7 separate regions of the Mus musculus genome follow, and regions 1, 2, 3, 4, 5 and 6 are each linked to region 7. A link is a contact called in public Hi-C and promoter capture Hi-C data. All regions are on one chromosome and are shown on one strand. The core of a region is the stretch at or near the end of the contact, and the rest is flanking DNA. Distances in the headings are between cores, read along the strand shown. Region 1 holds the start of Styx (serine/threonine/tyrosine interaction protein). Region 2 holds the start of Ero1a (endoplasmic reticulum oxidoreductase 1 alpha). Region 3 holds the start of Gnpnat1 (glucosamine-phosphate N-acetyltransferase 1). Region 4 holds the start of Txndc16 (thioredoxin domain containing 16). Region 5 holds the start of Tmem260 (transmembrane protein 260). Region 6 has its middle 8.4 kb from the start of Gm34250. Region 7 holds the start of Cnih1 (cornichon family AMPA receptor auxiliary protein 1).

Region 1 (3,023 bases), core at 8-2,507, 1.4 Mb before region 7:
AACTCAGAAATCTGCCTGCCTCTGCCTCCCAAGTGCTGGAATTAAAAGGGTATGCCACCACTGCCCAGCTTCCCCTTTCTTTTTGAGACAAGGTCTCACTATGTACCCCTGGCTGGCCTGGGACACTTACTGTGTGGGTTAGGCCAGTCTCAACTCACAGACATTTTCTTGCCTCTCCTGAGTGGTGGAATTAAAGGCATTTACCACAATACTTGCCATTGGATTATTTTTTAATTAAAAATTACTAGCAGGGTATTCTGTGCCTTTTGTAATTCTTAAAGCTGGATAATAGTTTATGTAACACTAGAGAGCATAGACCATCTAATTAGCCACCTAATTTTTGAACAGCTATCCTGTATATTGAACATGCATTACATATATGACAACATGAAAAGAGTTAAGAGGAAATCCAAGTTAAACACGCGGTCCTTCCACTTTAAAGGATTTTTTTTTTTTTTTTTTTTGATAATGACAGTCCTGAGGTCTCTAGGAAGTAGTGTTAAAATACAGTGAAAAGTAGTGATAGTCTTAGTTACACACTTTGCAGCCTTCAGTGATTCCTTCAGTGAGACCAAAGGTGGTTCAGAAGTTCAAACCAGGCCTTTAATCATTTCATCTCAGAACTCTTGTAAATTTGAGGACCAGCCTGGTGTACATAGCGAGACCCTGAAGAAGGTATATTCTTCAAAAATTATTAACTCTAACGCCAGCTCCTCACACAATCATCTTTTATGTTGAAAAATAGGCTCGGAGAAATCTTAAAGAGTACCGAATACAATTTAGTAAGTAAACTATCATTTACATTTCTGATGACTTTTTTTAAGAATCATTTTCTTGAAATTTTCTGGATAATTTGAGTTGTTAACACTCCGGAGTATACCTAAGAGGCCACTTTCTACTTTGTTTAAAGATGATGGGTATCTCGGGGTTTTTTGTTTTTGTTTTTTTCGTAGTCTAACATGAATTTAAGCTGAACTCTTCCTGTTTGGTTATGACTTCCCCCACGGATTGGATCGAGCAGCATTCCTCTGAGTGTGGAGGACACTTTGAAGGGACGGACTCCCATCCCATTTGGGAAGGCCTTGGCCCCGACCGCTCCTCCCCTACGGCCGCAGCTCCGCCCTGCGGGAAGCTCCTCCCCCCGCGTCTGCGCGCTCGCGGACGGGCGGGGCGGAGGCGCGCTGACACCTGGCGGCGGGGGCGGGCCGTCGGCGAGCGTGGGCTGGGATTGGCTGGGCCGCGTGGGCTGGGGCGGGAGGAGACGGTTATGGGCTCGTGCCTGGGTCGGATCCCGGCTCTCTGAGGGGCGCGGAGACCTGCGGGAGGGACACGGCCGCAGCATGGCGGCCGGCAGCGCACCGCCCTGCCCTCCGCCTTCCTGTCGCAGCCGCTTGGATCCTGTGGTCCGCGAGTGCTTGCTGTGAGCCTGCCGCGCGTCAGCCCCCCCACCGCTCGCCCGCCCGCCCGCCCTCCTTCCCTTGTCGCCTCTGCCAGCCCGGAGGGCGGCCGGGCGCACCGCGCCCACCCACCGGGGCCCTGGGACCATGGAGGACGTGAAACTGGAGTTCCCCTCGCTCCCGCAGTGCAAAGACGACGCCGAGGTGAGTGCCCGGCGGCCCGCCCTGCCGCGGGCAGCCCCCGGGTCTCCGGCCAAGCAGCGCCTCTGGCCCAACTGTCCCAGACTCTTCCCTTTCCCCTTGGGCGTGAAGGGGCGTCAGTGAGGTCCTCCTCCCGCGGGACCCTATCGGAGGAGCCAACCCGGAGAGTACTCTTGACCACTCGCCTCGGCGTTGAGGCTTTTCGTGAACACAGACTCTTCCTTACCAGAGCAACACGCTGTGGAGTTGTTTTTAATCTGAGCTTGATGTTAGATTCACATGCGGGACACATAGCCAGCCCCACGTGTGGAATAGATCGGAGGCGTGAACTCTGGAATTGCACCCCTCTAATAGTACTCAAGTCAAAAACCAACCACCACCACTACCAAAAAACCCACAAAAAACGATGACTAGCGTGGGGCGGGGGGGGGGGGGGAGTAGAAAAGCTAAGCTTCTTTGAATTTGAAAATTTTTAGTAACAAATCTTGCCTGTACTATCGAGAGCAAAATTCTCCCAATTTATGATTTAAGGGTTCTTTTCACCCCACCTTGATTTTTTTCTTTACCTAACATCTGTTGCAAATATTTTATGGTACCAGAAACTGTTAAGTTAGAGTTTGCCAGAGGCTAAAATTAGTGACAAGGATTCTTACCTGTGACACTTAATAGGATCAAAAAAGGATTCTAGAGTTTTGCTTGTGTGTTTGATATAAGTCCTGGCTGTCCTGGAACTCACTAGACGAGGCTGGCCTGAAACCCAAAGAGATCCACCTGCTTCTGTACCCCAAATGCTGGGATTGAAGGTGTACACCCCTTAATCTCTCAGTGTTTTAAAGGTATTTGGGACTACTCTTGGCTGGCACACTTGTAACCCCTCTACTTGGGAGGTGGAAGGAGAAAGGAGGGGTCACTGTAGCCTTGGTTCTATAGCAAATTTGAGACCAGTCTCAGTTACAGATGAGATGGAGACTTTATACCAAATGCTCAATTCTATTGAATGTCTTCATTTGATTCAGATCACTTTTTTGTATTTGTTTTGTTGTGATGGTGGGTTTTTGAGAAAGGGTTTCTTTGTAGCCCTGGCTGTCCTGGAACTTTGTAAGACAAGGTCTTGTGTACCCAGGAATGTCCCCTGTTCTCCCAAGTGACTTACTGTCATTTGAAGGATTCTCTTTCTTATTTGTAGTAGTGATGGTTGAGGCATACATAATATACATACATGCACAAAAGCAAAACACTAATACATGTAAAGTAATAAAAATCTCTAAATAAAATTCTGGGGACAGATAAGATTCTTTAAATAGAATTTAAAATAGAAGTATAAATAAAAATAGACACAATGTTAATACTTTTGTTTTAACAGAACACTTTTAAATTTTTTCTTTAATAAGAATCTGTTTGGGGAATGCCAGGGCCAAAAAGCGG
Region 2 (2,881 bases), core at 115-2,614, 1.5 Mb before region 7:
CCCTCCATTTTTTTATAGATGTAATTTCAGAAATCGAAGTCCACCAAAAAGGTGGCTATAAGAAGAGCCACTGCTTATAGGGCTATAAGAAAGCCAATGCTTGGTCATTTGCCTGAGGACCCGAGGTGGATCCCGGTGTCCCATGTGGTGGTTGGGGAGAGGTTCCTGCAAGCTGTGGACTAAAAGCACCCCCTACAATGCGTACATTCACAGGTACAATATACATACCCACAAAACAAACCTGTATTTTAAACATCGTAAAGAACAGTAATGAACAAGTCGAGGGGGAAAGGGTGCTGGCCAGCGCCAGGTGTGGTCGTGAACGTCTGTTTAACAATACAATTTACATATTAAGTATCTCAGTAATAAAATGATCTAATACACTTTTAAACAGAAGAAAGTCTGGGGAACCGCTAATATTCGAGAGTTCTTCCAGGCTTTACAAGAAAGCACTAAGAGACTAGCACATCGACTGAATATGATACTTCTGGGTATTTCCAAGCTGTTAGCATTTCCTTAAGACAGCAAAATGAAATTCACAGTTATTTCAATGCGCCTAGCCTAAACGGCCTCATACAAAATTTACAGGCTACACTAAGAAAATAAAATTCTTTGAATGTTTTGCTCACGGAACCCACATCTCCTACAGAAGTAAATAATCACAGCTCATAATCAAACTTGAATACAGAAGAGCTAGGGCCTACCTCGGATTCCGCAAAGGAAGTGTCAGTATACGAGAATAAGCTTCAGGGGCAAGGTGCACCATACACAGGCCGAGAAGTCACAGGACAACAACAGCCGCAAAGACACCAGGCAGTTAGATCAGGCCACCCAAAGAGCCCCTCAAGGTCATTCAACCTCTTGACAACGACAAGACCTAAAGAACAACTAGTCTCCCCAAGAGTCCATATCGGGAACAGAAAGGCTGGGGACGTCCCCGGCACCGCTCGCACGAGGTGCCCAGGTGCCGGGTCCATTCAGAACCCCCGGTCCTGTGGACACGGAGCAGCCAAGGCAGGATGCAAGGAAGCAGTGTGACAAGCTGGCCAGGCGCCCACGCCCATCGAAGGGTGCCCCGTCCCGGGGCGATCGGGAACGCGGTGCGGGCCGCGCATCAGGATCGCCGGCGCCCGGAGATGCGCAGCCCCTGGGCCGCCCGCGCGCCTCACCTGGCAGAAGCAGCGCTGTGCCGCTGTCTCCGGCCGCCGCTCCTCGCCGTGGCCCAAGCGCAGCAGCCACACGACGCCCAGGAGTCCAACGAGCAAGCCCCAGGCGCGGCCCATCGCCGCTCGCCGCCCACCGCCCTCTACCCGCGCCGCCGTGCTTGGCTCCCCGGCGCAGGCCGCGCGCCCGCTGAAGTAGCCTGCGCCGGCCCCGCCCCGCGCTCCGCCCTGCGCCCTCCGCGCTCCCGCCTCCCCTGCGGACGTGCAGCGGCGCGCGCCTCTGTCCACGCGAGCCTCGGGCGGCCGCCTTCCTGCGCGCCCCGCTCACGCACCCGCCTCCGGTACACCTGGCCTGCAGCTCGTCCGGCGCAAAGACGCGGTCCTTCCGGGGTCGGGGTATCCCCCGAGCCACACTGCCCGGGGCCTGCGCCGTCCTGCCCGCCCCGCCCCGGAGCTCACGCCAGCCAGCCCATCCTTTCTCAACACTAGGAAATCCCGAGCCTGGGTTACGTGTCCGCCGTGCTCTGGCTGCCTAAGCCTTTTAAAAGGATGTTGGAGTTCATCTCGGGGAGCACGGCCGTACACACGATTCAGTGGCTTTCTAGTTTTTCCCTTCCTACATCCTACAAAGGGAACAGGTGAAATTGGTTTCCAAAGGGCTGTGCACCGCGGCTTACACCTATAATCCAACACTCCAGAGACTGTGGCAAGAGGATTGCTCAATGTCAAAGACAGCTTGAGCTACATACTTCCTGCCCTATAGAGTTAGGCTCTATTTTATAAATAAATGTTTAAATATAATAATAAAAACATGTTTTTATTAAACTAGCATAGAGAAGATATTAGCTCAATGTGTAGTCCCGATTTGTTCATAAAAAATTGACTCCTTTTTTGCTGTATTTTATGCGAATTAGGCATATTTCACAAGCTAGAGAGCAATGTGGTAAAGACTATTCAATCTCTCGTTTCATAAGTGGAAATGGGGAAAGCTGTTGCTAAGAACTGGAGTCAGGCAGTGAGAAGCCTTGCTTAGCCTGTTATCTATAGCATGCACTGTACACAGAGTAAGATAATATGGCCTTATAAGCTAATATTGTCTTCACGATAGCTATATTCCAGCTCATACTTACCTTTTCTAGAACCAGATCATAGTGTCTCTGTTACAGGTGTTTTTGCTGGTGTTCTTTTCACACTGTTCCAGATTAAAAGCAAGTTTCCATTCAATTCACTTTGCAATGCCGAGCTTGGCCTTGGAAGTACACAGGTGCATCGGCTCCATAAAACTGACAATGTCGTCAGTTTTCTTGGCTTCGTTGTCTCGTTTAGCTTGGGGTAGTGCATTTTTATTTTGATGAAGGGTCTCACTGTGTATTCCTGACTGGTCTGGAACTTACACTGTGGACCACGCTGGCCTCGAACAGGCAGAAATCAATTCACCTCTGCCTCCCTAGACCTGAGATTAAACACCTGTTGCCACCACAACCAGTCTTCCAGTCTTATTTTTAGTTCACTAATAATTGTGTGTAAGATATGTTTTCAATCCATATGTACATTGTAGGAAGACTCAATCACACTAATATATCCATCACCTCACCAGCTTGACTTTTTCTTACAAGAATGTTTAAAAAAATAAGTCTATTAGTATCTTCAGTCTATTAGTAGCTTCCAAGTACACGGTATATAAACCACAGCCTCCATGCAATACCATGGGTCAACGA
Region 3 (3,042 bases), core at 51-2,550, 1.4 Mb before region 7:
CACAGGCTGTTTTATCAAAACAAAACTACAAGAAGCCTTCATTCTGTAGCACTTAAAGGTCACCACCTAACTTCCTCTCTAAGTTTGGTTGTAAACTCTAACTAAAAGCCCCTCCCCCTCTACCCAGTAGGGTTTAACTTCTAAATTAGCATTTGTTTACAATGCTTGAGTATTGCCTAAGCCCTAGTCCAGTGAACCTCTAGTCAATGAATAATGAATGACGTAAGGTATTATCTAGAAATCACATTTCAGAAAGTCATGTAGAAAAAAAGATTGCCACATGGCCACAAGTGAGAAGACAAAAGACATACACCCAACTTCAAGTTTGGTTTCCCAGCCTCTGAATGAGTCTGGATATAGATGGGGAGCGGCTGCTTCCTGAAAAACAGCGGAGCAACAAGTAGGAAGATTGAAGACCAGGATTCACACATTTCTAAACATGATCTGCAGCCAAATCAAACTCGCTGTGATAGGTTACAGGTAGACAGACAGATAAGTAGACAGCTCCGAGTATCTTCATGAAAGGTAGTATTTCATGAAGCAAGAAGTCTTTCCCGTTAGTGTACTTAATCTACACGATCTGATTAGCCCCAAGTCTAGTTGCACAGTTGGGAGCACCGAGTTTCCAAGACTAGCCCTAAGGTTAGTTAACACTCATCAACAAATGAGTGGCCTGGAATGAGGATCCTCTCATTTTCCCATAGAGCATTACTGCAGGAAAGTCAACAGATGACAATCTTTGCATCATGGAATCTGTTTGAATCATACAATTCCTACCTTAATGAATCCATTTCCTGAGACCTACTCTTGGATTAATTAATCCCAAACAAACCCCCATTTATTTTTTTACAGGAACAAATTTTATGCTTGCCTTACATAAACATTAGCTCTAACACATAATAGAAACCACACAGTTGGTGTTTCTAGAGGTTCAAGTTCTAGGTTCCCCCACCCCAGGTTTCATACAGTCTGCGCAGCTGGGGCTCTTCAGAGCCGGTGCTTGTCTTCAGCGGCTCTGACCGCTACACCCGTAAAAGGGAACCGAGGGTTCGCGCCCTTTCATAGGGACGGCGGCAGAAAAGGTGAGGACCGTCCCCCATTCCCACGCCACGGACACTCCTAGGCCCTCCAAGACCCTGCCCGGCCAGACTGCCGGGCATCAAGCTTTGCCGCCCGGCTCCCGGGCAGGGCGTCTCAGCCTCTGCGGTCCCAAGCCCGCCAGCCCTCGCGTCCCAGCCCCAGGCCGCCTCACCGCACTGGAGCGGACCACGCTCCAGTCCCGGCGCGTCAGTCTCCCTGCGGGTCAAAGCGCCGCCGCATCCGGATCCGGCTGCAGCTCCAGCCCCGCCCCCCGTGCGCCCCCACGCGCCGCAGCCGGAACCGCCAGGCCAAACGTGGCCGGACCAACGCCTCTGCCCTGCCCCGCCCTCACGCACCGCTGCGCACGCGGAGGCACGGCCACGCACACCACTCCTGGGCTCCGGAGGCGAGGCGGGGCGGGGCGGGGCGGGGCGTGGGGCAAAGACCAGGGGCAAAGCTTGCGTCATCAGTTTACCTTCCAGACTTGCCTTTCGCTCACTGCACGAGAGTACCACCGTCGCTCTCACACCTTATCTGAAAATAAAGCCATAGGAGTATAAGCAGCCTACCGCGATGACCGGTGTGGGTTCCTTTCATTCTCCGAGCCCTAAGGCTCCTACCCTGTCAGTCCCATCGTCCCCCTCCCTCACTTGCATGCAGTCCATTAACAGGACTGGTGATTACATCTCCTGATTGTCAAATGTCTGAGACAAGGCTGGGCTTCTGTCTTCTAGAAACTGAGCTGGAACCACTCACCCTTGAGCTCTCTTGAGCTTTCCACTGCAGCCCTTTGCTTCCTATGACACCCGGAACATTTCAGCTTACTCTGGGCAAGAAGTGGCTACGTTCTCCAGGCAGTGAAGAGTGGGGTAGAGGCCAGGGCCCTGAAAGCATCTTACAGTATACAGCAAATACTGTGCTTGTTCTGTAATCTCAGTCCTGGGAAGGTTCCTACCTCCAGTGTCTCTCTCTTAAGTGTCATTTAGTGTCATCTGACAAGTGAGGAAGCAGAGATTTGGAGATATACATACATACATACATACATTCACACACACACACACACAGCGAGTGTGTGTGTGTGTGTGTGTGTGTGTGTGTGTAGTACTTGGTGCATGCCTTTAATTCCAGCACTAGAGACCAGAGGCTTTGTGCATCTCTGTGAGTTCAAGACAGTTCTACACAATTAGATCAAATACAGCCCCGAATATGTAGAGAAATGCTGTCACTAGATAGATAGATAGATAGATAGATAGATAGATAGATAGATAGATAGGGGAGGAGGAAGAAATGTCTTGAATATACCAAGACGTATACCACTTCCATCTCTGAACTCATTAAAATATTTGTTTTTTTTAAAGATTTATTTATTATATGTAAGTACACTGTAGCTGTCCTCAGACACACCAGAAGAGGGAGTCAGTTCTTGTTACAGATGGTTGTGAGCCACCATGTGGTTGCTGGGATTTGAACTCTGGACCTTTGGAAGAGCAGTCGGGTGCTCTTACCCACTGAGCCATCCCGCCAGCCAAAATATTTGTTTTTTAATGTCTTACTACATTATTTTGCTTATTTTAAAACTTGCAGCATCAGAGAAATACAGAATAAAAAGTCATGTGTCCCCATGGCTTCGCCTGTAGAATTAACATTATGTTAACAGCTTGGTAGAAATGTCTTCGGATTATGTGAATTTCCTTTGCTGTGCTTCCATTTTACTTGTGGCTTTGAACATTTGTGACACAGCTTCCTAATCTTTGGTGGTATCTGGTACCTAATCTGACACTGTGACGGTCTAATAAAGCAATACAAATAAAACATTCAACATGTATCCTGGCCTGTAATATGTGCTTAAGATGCTAGTTTGTGTACATGTATGTGTGTGTAGAAGGAATAAACTACAGTATGGTGAAATGAGGAACATCTACCCAAATTCCAGTGCAACAAAACCTGTTAGTTAACTGCATG
Region 4 (3,002 bases), core at 498-2,997, 1.6 Mb before region 7:
CTGCTGTTGGTTGTATTTAACAAGGTATGCAAACACAGATTCCAGGAAGCACCAGCAAAGACAGGCAATATGCAAACATAAAATGTAACTTACACCCAAACTATTCCTTGTTCCAAGTAGCATGCTGACCAAACCACCTCAGCCTTGAAACAAAAGCCCATATACTCCAAAACCAGTTTGAGATCCTGCCAAGATAATGATAAAACTGGCAGGACCTGTCACAGGACAAGGTCAAGGACCATGGAGAACCATGCTCTAGGGCACGCAGAACGAGACCTGCTGGCTGCTGATCTGTACTGCTGTGTACTCAAGTTCTCTGAAGGATCCGCATCTGTATAAAGACCTTGCAGCGAGCTTAGCCTGTGCTGAGTAAAACATCATGGAAGACAGAACATTATAAACAAGAACCAAAAATCAATCCTGCACTTCCCCTTTCCCTTTCAGTCAAAGCTGACCATCCACATGTGTATCTGGCTAAACATCTGTAACATAGCCTCCACCATACAGCTAATGAGAAAAAGACAACATCTAAATGCTGGAGAGTCTCCTGCCTCATTATAGTCTTCCTGATGAGCCTACCACTGAATAAACACAGACTTAGGGCTTTCTTTTCATTTTATCATTATTGTACATGTGTGTGCATGATTACACTTGTGGATGGTAATACTGTCTGGTGTCTGGCAAACTACTGGACCAGAATAAGTACAGAACAGATCTTAAGCCCCTTTGTAACATGTACTTGGTGGTGGAGGACTGAGAAACAGCCATCTTCTTAAGCAGACCTTAAGGAGGGAGTATTTAGGAAAGGCTGGATATTGGATGCTCCAGTAAATATGCTGTCTACAGAAGCACTGAATCTGCAATGAGAGGCTCACTCTGAGAACACAGGATCCTTCCTCATCTTGCATTACTTTGACTGATTTGCTACCAAATACCAAATACAAAAAAAACACAAAAAACAAAAAACAAAAAAAAAAACCTTCATGTAGTGGCCAACATACAACCGTTCCTCACTTATTTAAAGCAGAAATATACCTCTTATTTTGTATCTCTCAGTCTCTGATGAGAATAGCACCACTTGTTCCAACACACAAGCAGAATCTCACACAAACTCTTCCATTCTGGACAATCACCACATTGTTACTGCTCCGCGCTCCCCCCACCCCTCCCCTGCCCACCCCTGCGCCCAAGAGAGCTTTCTAAATTGCAAGTTTCGAAGAATCACCTTCCCCTTGGAGAAGGCCTCAACGTTCATCTGTTCCCAGGACCACCATCCTTCAGGACCTCTTCCCAAGAGAAGAAAGGGTTGATTACTTACAGTTTCCGCTCGCGCTTTGCTTCATTCGCTTTCCTCGCCCCGTGTTTCCTCCAGCTCAGAAAAAGAAAAGGGGGGGAAATGAAATCAAAACCAGCGTCGTTTGGTGCCCCCAGAAACAGGTGAACTGAATCAGCAAGCAACCTGGCTGGAGGGACGTTTGCCGAGTGCTGATGTGCATGCAATCCTGCAGGCAAAGTCTTGAGGCCCGCGCTGCTACCCACCTGCCTGAGATTCTCGTGCAGAGATGAAAGGTCTCTGAGGACAGCACGTCCCGCCATCAGAGTAGAGATGGTGACAGAAGGCGGGGCAGGGGCTGGTCCCTACGGCGGCTCCCAAAGCAACTACGCCTACCTGAGAAGCTCACCGCCCACGGCCGGCACTGCCTCCGCAAAATCAGTCTCTTGGGCGAAAAAACAACCCCCGAGGCTCCGCCTGCTCCTCGTGCTCCTTACGTAAGAGATCCTCCAACCAATGGACGGTCAGGGGGCGGAGCGAGAACAGCCCCAGGTGACAGAATCTGGAGTCCTCCCGCCGGCGCGAGGAAGTCTTGCAGTTGCTGGGCCAATCAGCAGCGTGGGTGGGAAGAGGGGCGGGGGTAAAAGAGGAGAAAGCAGAAGGCCAATCAGATCAAAGGCTTCTGGAGTGACAGGCTCTGAGGCCTGTGGTATTCCGAGTGAGGCGCCCGGAGGGCGCGCCCGCCCGGGCCAATCGCCGGCAGCTCACAGTGCGGAGCGAGCGCCTCAAAAGCTCGGGTTTCTCAGCTGATTGTCTCCAGCCGAGAGTTGTTTGCTGCTGCTGCGGAGCCGAGCCGCGGCCCGAGGAACCGAGCCCCCCGGGGGGAAGGGGAGGCGGGCCCGAGGGCAGCCGCGGCCATCGCGCGGGGCTGCGACTCCTGTCACGGCGCTGCCCGGGGCCGCAGGCTGGGGCGGGCGGGAGGTCCGGGGGGCGCTCGGGCCGCTTCCTTCCCGCGCTCCCTCCCCGCTGCTCGCGTCCCCTCATGAGGGTATCAGTGTCCGGGCCGGCGGCCGCCGCGGTCCCCACGGCCGGCCGCGAACCCTCGACGTCCGGCGGGGGCGCCGTCGCGGCCTCGGGCGCCGCGGTTCCCGGTTCGGTGCAGCTGGCGCTGAGCGTGCTGCACGCGCTGCTCTACGCCGCGCTCTTCGCCTTTGCCTACCTGCAGCTGTGGCGGCTGCTCCTGTACCGCGAGCGGCGGCTCAGTTACCAGAGCCTCTGCCTCTTCCTGTGTCTCGCGTGGGCAGCGCTCAGGACCACGCTCTTCTCGGCCGCCTTCTCCCTCAGCGGCTCTCTGCCCCTGCTGCGGCCACCCTCTCGCCTGCACTTCTTCCCGCACTGGCTGCTCTACTGCTTCCCCTCCTGCCTACAGTTCTCCACGCTCTGTCTCCTCAACCTCTACCTGGCAGAGGTAAGGCGGGAGGACCGGCGAGCGGGGGAGCGGGGCCGCCGGGATCCACTCCTGCCGAGACGGAAGGGGTCGGGGCTGGGGGAGGTGGCCGGAGGGCAGTCTGGGGACACTGAGACACTCCTGTCTTTCCCTCTCCCTCAACTTAAGCCGCTGATGGACTCGGTGCCTGAGGGGGTTGGAGAAGTGTGAGAGAGAGAGTATGCGTGCCCCGACAACTTAAGGCAGTGGGACACCCTTTGTTCAATGTCCCAGACCTCCACG
Region 5 (3,211 bases), core at 139-2,638, 1.7 Mb after region 7:
CACCACCACTAACAACAACAACAACAAAAAAACCCAAGGTGGGCAGCTATAGTTGAAGACATCCAAAATTGACCTCTGGTCTCTACATGTACAGACTTGGACAACTCCCCTCCCCACCACACACACACATTGTCACATATGAACACACATACATACAAGATAATCCTGGACAAGCTGTCTAGTTGAAAGGTGTATTTCTCATGATCTCTTGCTACCAAGAAAAGCATTTTCCTCAATGGACGTCAATGGAGAACTTGCTACCATGTCTCCCAGCCATGAAAATCTCTCCCAAATAAACTGCTTCTTCTATAAGTTTCACTGGTCATAGTGTTTTCTCATGCAATAAGGAAAGTACACTGCCCAACCCCTGTGTCCCAGGAGCTCAGATGATAAAGCATTTTATAAACACCAGGAAAAGACTAAGATAGGTGGGCACAATTACTGCCTATCAACTTCACAGCCTGGACACAGTGTTCCTGTCAGACTGCAAATAGCACATTTGTGAATGTTGCCCATTTCCCGTGTATTCTGACACAGATTCTAAGGAGGTTGCCCGCTCCCTTCCCAGACTGAATAATTGCTAAAATAATGCAAACTGCAAGCTTAAAATGTTTACTAGCCTAGCCTGCATGAGGCCCTAGATTCAATTCTCAGCAGTGTGCTGTGTATTGTCTAGTAGCTCCCATCTCTTTCTACATTCCATTTGCATTATTTATGTGGGCTCTTGATTTCATTTTCCACTTTTAGAGCAAAAAAAACAAAAAAACAAAAATCATTCTTCTTCATTTAAGTAGGAGACACTCTTATCATGAAGAGTTAATTTTGTTAACTCAAGTATTTCAACTCACCTACTGAGTTCTCATGTTAAAAAAAGGCTAATTAGCACATTTTAATATCTTAAAATTAGTGAATTAATAATTAGCATATGGATTTACATTAATTTTAATGAGGCAAGGCTCTATAAATACATAGCCGCGATCAATGAGTCCACTGAAAAATATAATAGCAATTAATGTATTTGTGGCTTACTACATGGTTGGAACCCTTCCTTGTTGGGTTTCTAGGGGGCTCTCTTATGCAGTTCCACCCCACGCCACAGGGGGCAGAGCAGCGCTTTCTGGCTCACCGTTATCCACGCCACTTCCGTCTCTTTTGGAACGGACCAAGTCAGTGCGGAAAGGGGGAGAGAGACTGCATAGTGCGAGTAGGCCTGGCCCATGATTGATGTCGTTGGGAATTATGCTCCCTTGTGATTCGTTACTTCAAAGCACACTGACGCAGACACAGTACCACGCGCAGTGACCCCCAGAAGACTCCTAAGCCGTGCCGGAGTGCGCCCGCCATCTCCTCCTCCCCGACCTGGCGGGCGAAGGTATGGTGCGCTCGGCCCTGCTAGACCGGAAGCCGGCGCGGGCTGTGCGCGCCTCTCGGCCAGGGAAGGTCCGCACCGCTGCGAGGGGTCACGGTCCGCGAGCTGCGCGCGTCCGGGCCCATGGGTCTCCATGGCGACGGCGGGAGCCCGGCAGCCGGAGCGGGGCCGTGGCGCTCCGGGGCCCTCCGCGGCAGCGTGGCCGTGTTCGCCTCCGTGGCTGCCGTGTTCACCCTCACGCTGCCCCGCTCGCTGCCTGGGGGAGACTCGGGTAAAGTACTCGCAGGCCGCCCTCCTCCCCGCCCCCCTGCCTCCGGGTGCCGCCGCCTCGGTGTCCCGGCCCCGCGTCCCCTCGCTGGAGCTCCGTGCACGGTTCTGAATTCCAGAACCAGTTCTCTTTCCGGTTCTGGATCTTGGTCTCTGTGTTCTCGAGCTGCTCAGCCGATGAAATTTAACCACTGTCCACTTTGCCCGGATCGTTGTTACCTGTATCACCTGTCGTGCCCTTACAGTGTCACAGACAAAAAAAGATTGACAGTAGTTAACAAATAGCATGGAGCGTTCTACTGTGTTTAGAGACGACACAACGGGTTATTAAATAAACTACATTTTAAGTAGTGGTGAGTTACGGAGGCACTAAGGGAGAATGTGGTTGGAGTGGTAATGAGTAGATTCCTCAGAAGGTCAGGAAAGGCTACCTTGGAGGTGTATTAGTTAGAACCTGAATATTAAGGAACCAGCCATGCAGAAAATTTAGAGGGGAACTCATAAAAGGGAATGCAACTGAAAGCACCCCTCTTCCTGTGAAAATGAAAGACAGGTTTCACACAGATTAAGCTAGGGCATACTTTTCACATATCTGAGTCTAGAAACAAGTCCCTGGTTTGGTTTGGTTTTTACAGCCAGATAAAGTGATCAATAATTTCTCATAATAATCAGCCGTGTTTTCAGAATGGTTCTGTAATGGAACAGTCAAACCGTTTCCTGAAGAGCCCATGAGCTGTTTATAATTTCACTACCTGACAAGTTCACCCGGATTTGGTGGCTGCAGGGGGGAGCATTTATCATCTGTCTGTGGATCAGTATCTCTAGGTGCAGTTTAGCCGGATTCACTAACACAAGACAAGGTGGGGGCCAGGGTTGCAACTTCTCAGGACCCTGTTTAGGGAGTATCTACTTCCAAACTTAAGTCTAGCCCTATATCCCATGTGGCTCTCTTCATAAAATAGCTGATTCCTGTCAAAAGCAAGAGAGCATTCTGTCACCTCTGTCATTTTTGAGACCTAATCCTGGAAGTGATATGCCACTGCCCTGTTTTATTGGAGAGAGTCGGTAAATCTAGACCAGTTCAAAGGGGAGAGGATTACACGGCAAGAAAGCCCTGAGATGGGGATTACCAGGACTGTCTTCAAGATTGCCTGCCACGGAGAGAAGCCTCCATCTCCATTTTCAGGTCATCTCTTCCCGGTTCCACTGAACACTTAGTGGGGGTGGTGTTTCATTAGCATAGCTGGGAATGGAGTTACCAATTTCCTAAGATTAATGTTAAAAAATGAAGGAGTTTTAGGGTAGCAAGGGATTTGATAAAGGAGAGTTTAGAGGTTACATAGCTCTGTACCCATTAAAAAGTATCAAACAATTTATTTGAGCCACAAATACAGGATAAGAAGAATAACATTGCATTTACTGTACAGCACTCATTGTTCCAAGTGCCTTTTATGGAGTTTTACCCTCCCAGCTGTCCTAGAAGGTAGGTAATATATCTTTGTAGATGAGAAAAGGCTAACCTACATGCAAAGTCACAGTGAGTGAGGGTCTTCTGAGAAGGACTTACAGATTGAT
Region 6 (2,821 bases), core at 130-2,629, 1.3 Mb before region 7:
TATTTGCACCCACCCACATCTCTGTGCAGCATTTTTTTACCCATGTATTAGAACTTAAACCTGACAGTGGCTGGGAACTTGTAAAAGCAATTACACTTCAGAAAAGGCCCAGCTGGAAGAGGCCAGCCACACTGTAGCAGAGTCAGAAGATAGGGATAATCCAGATGTCAGGGCGAGGTCTTGAACTAAGGCACAGGATAGGGAGGGATGGGCACCCTCAAGCCCAAGGGACCTTTTCAAAAGGAGATTGAAGTGATTTTGTGGCCACTTAAGTATTTGTGGTGTTGGCTCTGACAGTGATGGAGGGGTCACTGGCAGGGCTTCCAGAACTGTGTGTATTCTAACGCTCATGGAGGTGAGGGGGGGGGGAGAGAGAGAGAGAGAGAGAGAGAGAGAGAGAGAGACAAAGTTCTACTTTGAGATGGTGCGGCTGAGGTGCCTTTGAGACTGTCAAGACACATCTGAAACAGGGAATCTCAGCCTCCCTGGGCAGCTGGCAGAGATGGAGCTGAGAAGGGATTTGAACGACATTTTTCCGTCTCTAGTGGCCGGTGATGTCATGACATTGACTCTCCTCCTCGGAGAGATGGAGATGTCTATCAAAGGAGGACCCAGAAATCCTAACCTTGAGTTGCGATGGGCAGAGAGAAACCAGAGAAAGGGGAGCTAGGTAAAATGGCATTAGAAGAGCTGAGGGGAATGCAATTCTCACAGGAATGTTGACAATCAGAAGTGGTCTCCGCAGTTGAACAAGTCCCCGAAATCTGCCTGTGATTCCAGATCTGTCACTTGGAAGACACGAAGTGGAAACCTGTCCCTACTGGCCACTGAGGTAGTAAGCGCCAAGGCCCAGTCTCAGCAGACTCTTAAGAGTTAGCAGCTGGCTGGAGAGATGGCTCAGCAGGTAAGAGCACTTTCCAACGAGCCTGTGGACCTGAGTACAATCCCTGGAAGCCGCCTGGTACAAGAAGAGAACCAACTCTTGAAAGTTGTCCTCTGACCTCTGCGCTGTGTACCACCCCCGCCCCCATGCGCACAGCAGACACGAAGTTTAGCAATGATAGGACACGTAATAAATGACTGGCGAATGAGCGAACGCTTTCAAAAAAGTCACAGGGTAGCACAGGCTTTTTCCATTTGTGCATTGCACACGTAAGCCATGAGACTGCTCAGTGTGCCCCTTTGACTCATTACATTGCTTCAGATTTTAAAAATAATCTGATGTCTCCCGTGATGCTACACAGTCTTGCCTCTCCTCTGGAAGGGCTGTTAATTTTGACAACTTAAAATTCAGGGGCTTATGGTTCCAGCATATTCCCTGTCGTTCTAAGATTGAGTTTAAAAGCACCACTTGAGGTGCATCGTGTTCTTCTGGGTGTGAGCAGCTTCCATCACTGGCCCAACTTCTTCCAACTCCGCTGTTCTAGCGGCAATTTCCTGTCCATCTGGGAGTCATTATCTCCCAGAGCTGCACTTAAGTAAGCTGGAATAATGTCAACCCGTACCTTTCCTGCTAATTAGCAGTGTTGGTTGGATCCTCTTCTTAAATCGGGCTCAAGTTGCCGATCAAGAAAGCCACGCAAAGCCATAAAATAATAGGTCACCAATAAAATTTCAAAGGTCTGAAAACTTTTATTGTGGAAAAAAAATATTAACAAAACTGAATTAATGTGGTAATCATCTTCAAGGCAAAAAGTTTCCCACATGTTTAAATAATTAAGACAATTAGACAACTGTAAACCAGGCTTTCAAGTCTGTGGTTCTTTATAGTAGGAAGGCTCTGTTGTAAAGATTTATTAACTAAGGTCGCTCATTCAAGCAGGGCATAAAGTCTGTAGACAATGTCACCTGCTGAGAGGCCCCTTTATGCCCTTGTTTTGTTTTGTTTTGGTTTGGTTTGGTTTGGTTTTTTGAGACAGGGTTTCTCTGTGTAGCCCTGGCTGTCCTGGAACTCATTTTGTAGACCAGGCTGGCCTCGAACTCAGAAATCCACCTGCCTCTGCCTCCCAAGTGCTGGGATTAAAGGCGTGCGCCACCACACCCGGCTTGTTTTGTTTTTTTTAAGTGACAAAAGAATTAACCGAATTCATCTGGAAGAGCCTTGCCCTTCTTCTTTAGGGAAGCCTTACCCTTCAGTCCACCCCACTCCTTTGTGGTAGCCATGTTCTTTTCCGAGTCTTCTCACTTGCTCTGTCCTGCAGTGCTTAGCCCCTTGGTAAAGAGCTTACAATCACGACATTTTATGCGTTTCTGTGGTTATTTCCCGGGTGCCTCGTATAGGCTTCATCTCTGGCGCTCACTCTTCCTTAAGGCCGACTGGAAGGTTAGCCTCATTTCCCACAGTGCCTTAATCAGGACCCCTGGGGTTAATTTTCCAAGGCTCTCAGCTGTTTGGTTAAACATGGCGTTGCTTTGAAAGTATTTTTAAGTCAGTAGAAACCGAGTAAAGCTTTTATGTCAGGTGGGCCTTGTCCAGTGAAAGCCAGAACTGGAGAACTGAGGGTCTGAGGGTCTCTGAAGTGGAAGGAATCCTACTCAAACTTGCAACACGGACACCCTGCCCTGTGGAACTCGGACTCCACCGTAGCATCCGCTCTTCCTTGAATCTCCAGCCTGTGGGCCAGGCGTGTTCAGAGTTCAGACTAGCCCACTCTCACTGTCACCTGAGTTAAGCTTCCAAAATAATCACGAGAGAGAGAGAGAGAGAGAGAGAGAGAGAGAGAGAGAGAGAGAGAGAGAGAGAGAGAGAGAGAGAGAGAGAGACTAGTGTTCACTGAGCTACCTCCATTAGACCTTGGAGGAAGCTACGGTGTAGGCAATA
Region 7 (2,919 bases), core at 134-2,633:
TCCATCTTCCTGTTCTTCCTCCAAAGAGCAGAAGATGCTCTTCCAATCTTAGTTAAAACTAATGAGCGTTGTGTGAAGTAGCAGTTATTTCTGACAAAGTGAACACCGGACCCCAGCATTCCCCATCCACAGGCAAATAGGCTCTAAATACAATCACACTCCTTAGCAAGAAGGACCCTTGGTATCTATCTACCTACTTCGGAGACTTCTGCAACCATTTAATCTGCTGCCATTTAATCACGCACAGGATGGTGATGAAACCTGACTTAGTATTTACACGAGGTTGAACTCGCCCCATCATTCAAATTATGCCATTATTCCAGAAAGTACTGGGAGGATAGAAACAAATGAGCTCAACTTTTGAGAATTGCTGATCTCCCAGAGAGCTCTTTCAGTGGTGCTAAGCGGTAGAGACACTCAAAAGTCTGTCTCAATAGAACTGTCACCAGGGACAGAGCACAGTAAGAATGCACGTCCACCCTGCAAGGACATATGAGGAGCCAAAAGTTTCTGAGGATTTTCAAAATCAAATTAAAACTCCCTCTACTAAATCATGCAGCCCATACCACAGAGGTGGCTTGGGAGGCTGTCTCCTGAAAAAGCTCTCGCGATCCAAAGTATGACTTCAGGGGAAAACTCGGAGATGTGGCCAACGAAGTAATCAATCCAAGCTGCCTCAAAGTTCACCAGGAACTCGTCTCTCAACCACCGTGTTCTACTAGAAAATCGCCCATCGAGTGCTGCAAAGCAGAGTTGGAAATGGAGCTAAAGTAACTTATAATATCCGATTTTGGCCGTGCTCCGAGGAAGCCTTAAAAGGAAATCGGTAATTCAAGGATAAAAATTAGGAAAACTTCACGCCGAGAGTCACCGCTCGGTGCGCACTGGGCATCCATCGAGACGGGGGACGCGGACAAGCCGTGCGCGCGGGCCCGGCGTAGACACGGAGCCGCCCGCCTGCCCGCCCCGCCCAGCCCTGCTCGCGAATAGCGGAGCGCGGCCTGGGCCCGCACGCGGCGGCGTGGACACCGGGACCCCGCACGCCATGCCCTCCGGACCCCGGCCCGGGAGCGCGCAGCGTCCACGGCCCTAGCAGCCAGGCCACGTCCTGGCGCGCGCCGGCAGCTGGGGCCCCACGCAGCCCCGGGCCGGGAGCTGCAAGAGGCTGCGCCGTCGCTCGCCCTCTTTCCCCCTGCCCCGGCTACTCACGTGCCAGATGGCGAAGAAGATGAGCGCGGCGGTGAGCAGCAGCGCCAGCATATAGCAGAAGGCCGCGAAAGTGAACGCCATGGCCGGGGAGGAGCTGCCGGGCGCGCCGGGGCCAGCGGAGAAAGGCGGCGCACGGCCCTCTGGGTAAAACCATTCACTTCCCCCGGCCTCAGCCTCCACTGCCGCCGCGGCCTCCTCCCGGCGCGCTTGCGCAGAGGGCCGCCCGCGCGAGCACCCCCTGATGGTCGGAGTTTGCGTGGCTCTTCTGTTGTCTGCACAGTTGATTTTGTCCTTCATTCTGTAGTTTACTCTTTGGATAGCCATTAAATGAATGTCTAGCTTGTTCCAGAGACTAGTCTTGTGTTTGAAATGCAAAAGTAGATTTTAAAAGTGCCTGTATTGAAAGGATTTAATCTACTTCCAGGAACGAGCGACTAAACAATGTTGTTATAACGCTGTAAACTGGTACTTGTGCATGCTATGAAAGGTCACCCGGCCCTCCTGGAAGCTAATCTGAGGCTTCTATGATAAGTGCAGGAAAAGAGAAGGGAGTGCTGGCGATACAGGAAATCGGCTCAAATGAGCAAAGGGCAGAGGTGGAAAGGGAAAAAGGAAAGGAAAACGTTGTGTCTTGGGTGCAACCAGCAATGGATCTGTTAGTGGAACTTGGGTGACAGAGGTCTAAGACCTCAAACCACAGAGTAGCAAAATACGCTCAGTTCAGGAGCTCAGGCTTACACCCAGACCCCCGGCTTTTCAAACTTTATTGCTTATCACAAGATTTCAAAGATTTTGTTTTTCTCAGTGTAACCCTGTAACATAAAGACCACAGATTAGAAAGGTAGTGGTGGTGAAAAAAAAAATCAAAAACAAAGTAAAATTTCTACAAAACAGTTTTATTTTTAATGCTGGCTGCAATCTGAGAAACCAGTTCATCATCTACTAGATGCTGATGATGGAAGAAAAACTCTTCAAGGCTTTTAAGCAAGAAAGACACGATAAATTTGTGTTGAAATGTGCTCACTGGAGCAAACGGAATAGAATGTTTTAGAGGGCTATGTCCAGCCTGTCTGAGACTTTCTGCATTGGTAGACATTTGCTCTTGTGGAATACAGCCACTGGCTACTTGTGGATACAAGGTGGCTAAGATGGCTAAGGAATTGAACTTTAAATTCTGCATCACTCTAGTGGATTAACATTTATTTTAAAGTTACATTCATTGTGTGAGCACACATCCACTGTTTGGTGGTGAGTGGAAGAAACTCTGAGGCAGTGAGGGTCTGGGAGAATGTGTGCTATTTGGCTTGGGCACTAAATCCTCAGAGTCATGGGAAAATGGCAAATGCCACTACACCCCAGGCTCAAGGAAATAGCAAAACCTTTCTCTAGTCTGTGTGGATTTCCATCTCTACCATAGCCCCACCCTATTCACTGCCTGAAGACTGCTCCCTGCAGAGACTGCACCTACTAAGATTTATTAAATCTGCCTCCTGGTTCACTGAACGCAGTAACCCCTTGTACTGGCTAGTTTTCTGTCAACTTGACACAGCTGGAGTTATCACAGAGAAAGGAGTTTCAGTTGGGGAAAATGTCTTCACGAGATATCCAGCTGTAAGGCATTTTCTCAATTAGTGATCAAGGGGGAGAGGCCCCTTGTGGGTGGGGCCATCTCTGGGCTGGTAGTCTTGGATTCTATAAGAGAGCAGGCTG

The links. Promoter capture Hi-C pulls out the DNA fragments that hold promoters and counts their contacts. Hi-C and Micro-C count contacts between places; a contact is called where the count stands out from the background. Capture Hi-C pulls out chosen DNA fragments and counts their contacts.
Region 1: a promoter capture Hi-C map of adipose tissue shows a contact between it and region 7, with 8 times the contacts expected there. The contact joins the promoter of Styx here to the promoter of Cnih1 in region 7. A contact is called at or near these places in 13 of 39 promoter capture datasets (3T3-L1-derived adipocytes, the C10 cell line, the HPC-7 cell line and 8 more), 1 of 115 datasets of contacts at active chromatin or transcription factors (astrocytes) and 3 of 9 other capture datasets (adipose tissue, embryonic stem cells and liver).
Region 2: a promoter capture Hi-C map of embryonic stem cells shows a contact between it and region 7, with 2.8 times the contacts expected there. The contact joins the promoter of Ero1a here to the promoter of Cnih1 in region 7. A contact is called at or near these places in 10 of 39 promoter capture datasets (the C10 cell line, the HPC-7 cell line, HPC-7-derived erythroid cells and 6 more), 5 of 115 datasets of contacts at active chromatin or transcription factors (acute myeloid leukemia, astrocytes, embryonic midbrain and 2 more) and 3 of 9 other capture datasets (adipose tissue, embryonic stem cells and liver).
Region 3: a promoter capture Hi-C map of pre-B cells shows a contact between it and region 7, with 7 times the contacts expected there. The contact joins the promoter of Gnpnat1 here to the promoter of Cnih1 in region 7. A contact is called at or near these places in 3 of 39 promoter capture datasets (the 3T3-L1 cell line, hippocampal neurons and pre-B cells) and 2 of 115 datasets of contacts at active chromatin or transcription factors (large pre-B cells and pro-B cells).
Region 4: a promoter capture Hi-C map of pre-B cells shows a contact between it and region 7. The contact joins the promoter of Txndc16 here to the promoter of Cnih1 in region 7. A contact is called at or near these places in 7 of 39 promoter capture datasets (the 3T3-L1 cell line, the C10 cell line, cranial neural crest and 3 more).
Region 5: a contact with region 7 is called in a Hi-C map of B cells, with 5 read pairs. The contact joins the promoter of Tmem260 here to the promoter of Cnih1 in region 7. A contact is called at or near these places in 1 of 39 promoter capture datasets (pre-B cells) and 1 of 484 Hi-C or Micro-C datasets (B cells).
Region 6: a contact with region 7 is called in a promoter capture Hi-C map of cranial neural crest. The contact joins the enhancer-like site here to the promoter of Cnih1 in region 7. A contact is called at or near these places in 6 of 39 promoter capture datasets (the 3T3-L1 cell line, 3T3-L1-derived adipocytes, cranial neural crest and 2 more).

Annotation. Positions count from the first base shown.
Region 1 is chr14:45,349,929-45,352,951 of GRCm38.p6, forward strand. Styx (serine/threonine/tyrosine interaction protein) reads left to right here and starts at 1,258. Exons shown (of 11, transcript NM_019637.3): 1 at 1,258-1,601. The coding sequence starts at 1,545.
Region 2 is chr14:45,317,208-45,320,088 of GRCm38.p6, forward strand. It overlaps Ero1a (endoplasmic reticulum oxidoreductase 1 alpha), which reads right to left and starts at 1,365. Exons shown (of 16, transcript NM_015774.3): 1 at 1,170-1,365. The coding sequence starts at 1,283.
Region 3 is chr14:45,387,496-45,390,537 of GRCm38.p6, forward strand. It overlaps Gnpnat1 (glucosamine-phosphate N-acetyltransferase 1), which reads right to left and starts at 1,301. Exons shown (of 6, transcript NM_019425.2): 1 at 1,253-1,301.
Region 4 is chr14:45,217,678-45,220,679 of GRCm38.p6, forward strand. It overlaps Txndc16 (thioredoxin domain containing 16), which reads right to left and starts at 1,748. Exons shown (of 21, transcript NM_001310534.1): 1 at 1,540-1,748; 2 at 1,319-1,372. It overlaps Gpr137c (G protein-coupled receptor 137C), which reads left to right and starts at 2,040. Exons shown (of 7, transcript NM_027518.2): 1 at 2,040-2,741. The coding sequence starts at 2,316.
Region 5 is chr14:48,444,964-48,448,174 of GRCm38.p6, forward strand. Tmem260 (transmembrane protein 260) reads left to right here and starts at 1,389. Exons shown (of 16, transcript NM_172600.4): 1 at 1,389-1,640. The coding sequence starts at 1,493.
Region 6 is chr14:45,437,297-45,440,117 of GRCm38.p6, forward strand. No RefSeq gene overlaps it. Among named protein-coding and RNA genes, the nearest start is that of Gm34250, 8.4 kb to the right of the region's middle. Within about 2 kb of position 1,380, at least 25 of the 459 cell types and tissues checked have an H3K27ac peak or open chromatin away from gene starts, as enhancers often do.
Region 7 is chr14:46,786,974-46,789,892 of GRCm38.p6, forward strand. Cnih1 (cornichon family AMPA receptor auxiliary protein 1) reads right to left here and starts at 1,384. Exons shown (of 5, transcript NM_009919.2): 1 at 1,210-1,384. The coding sequence starts at 1,290.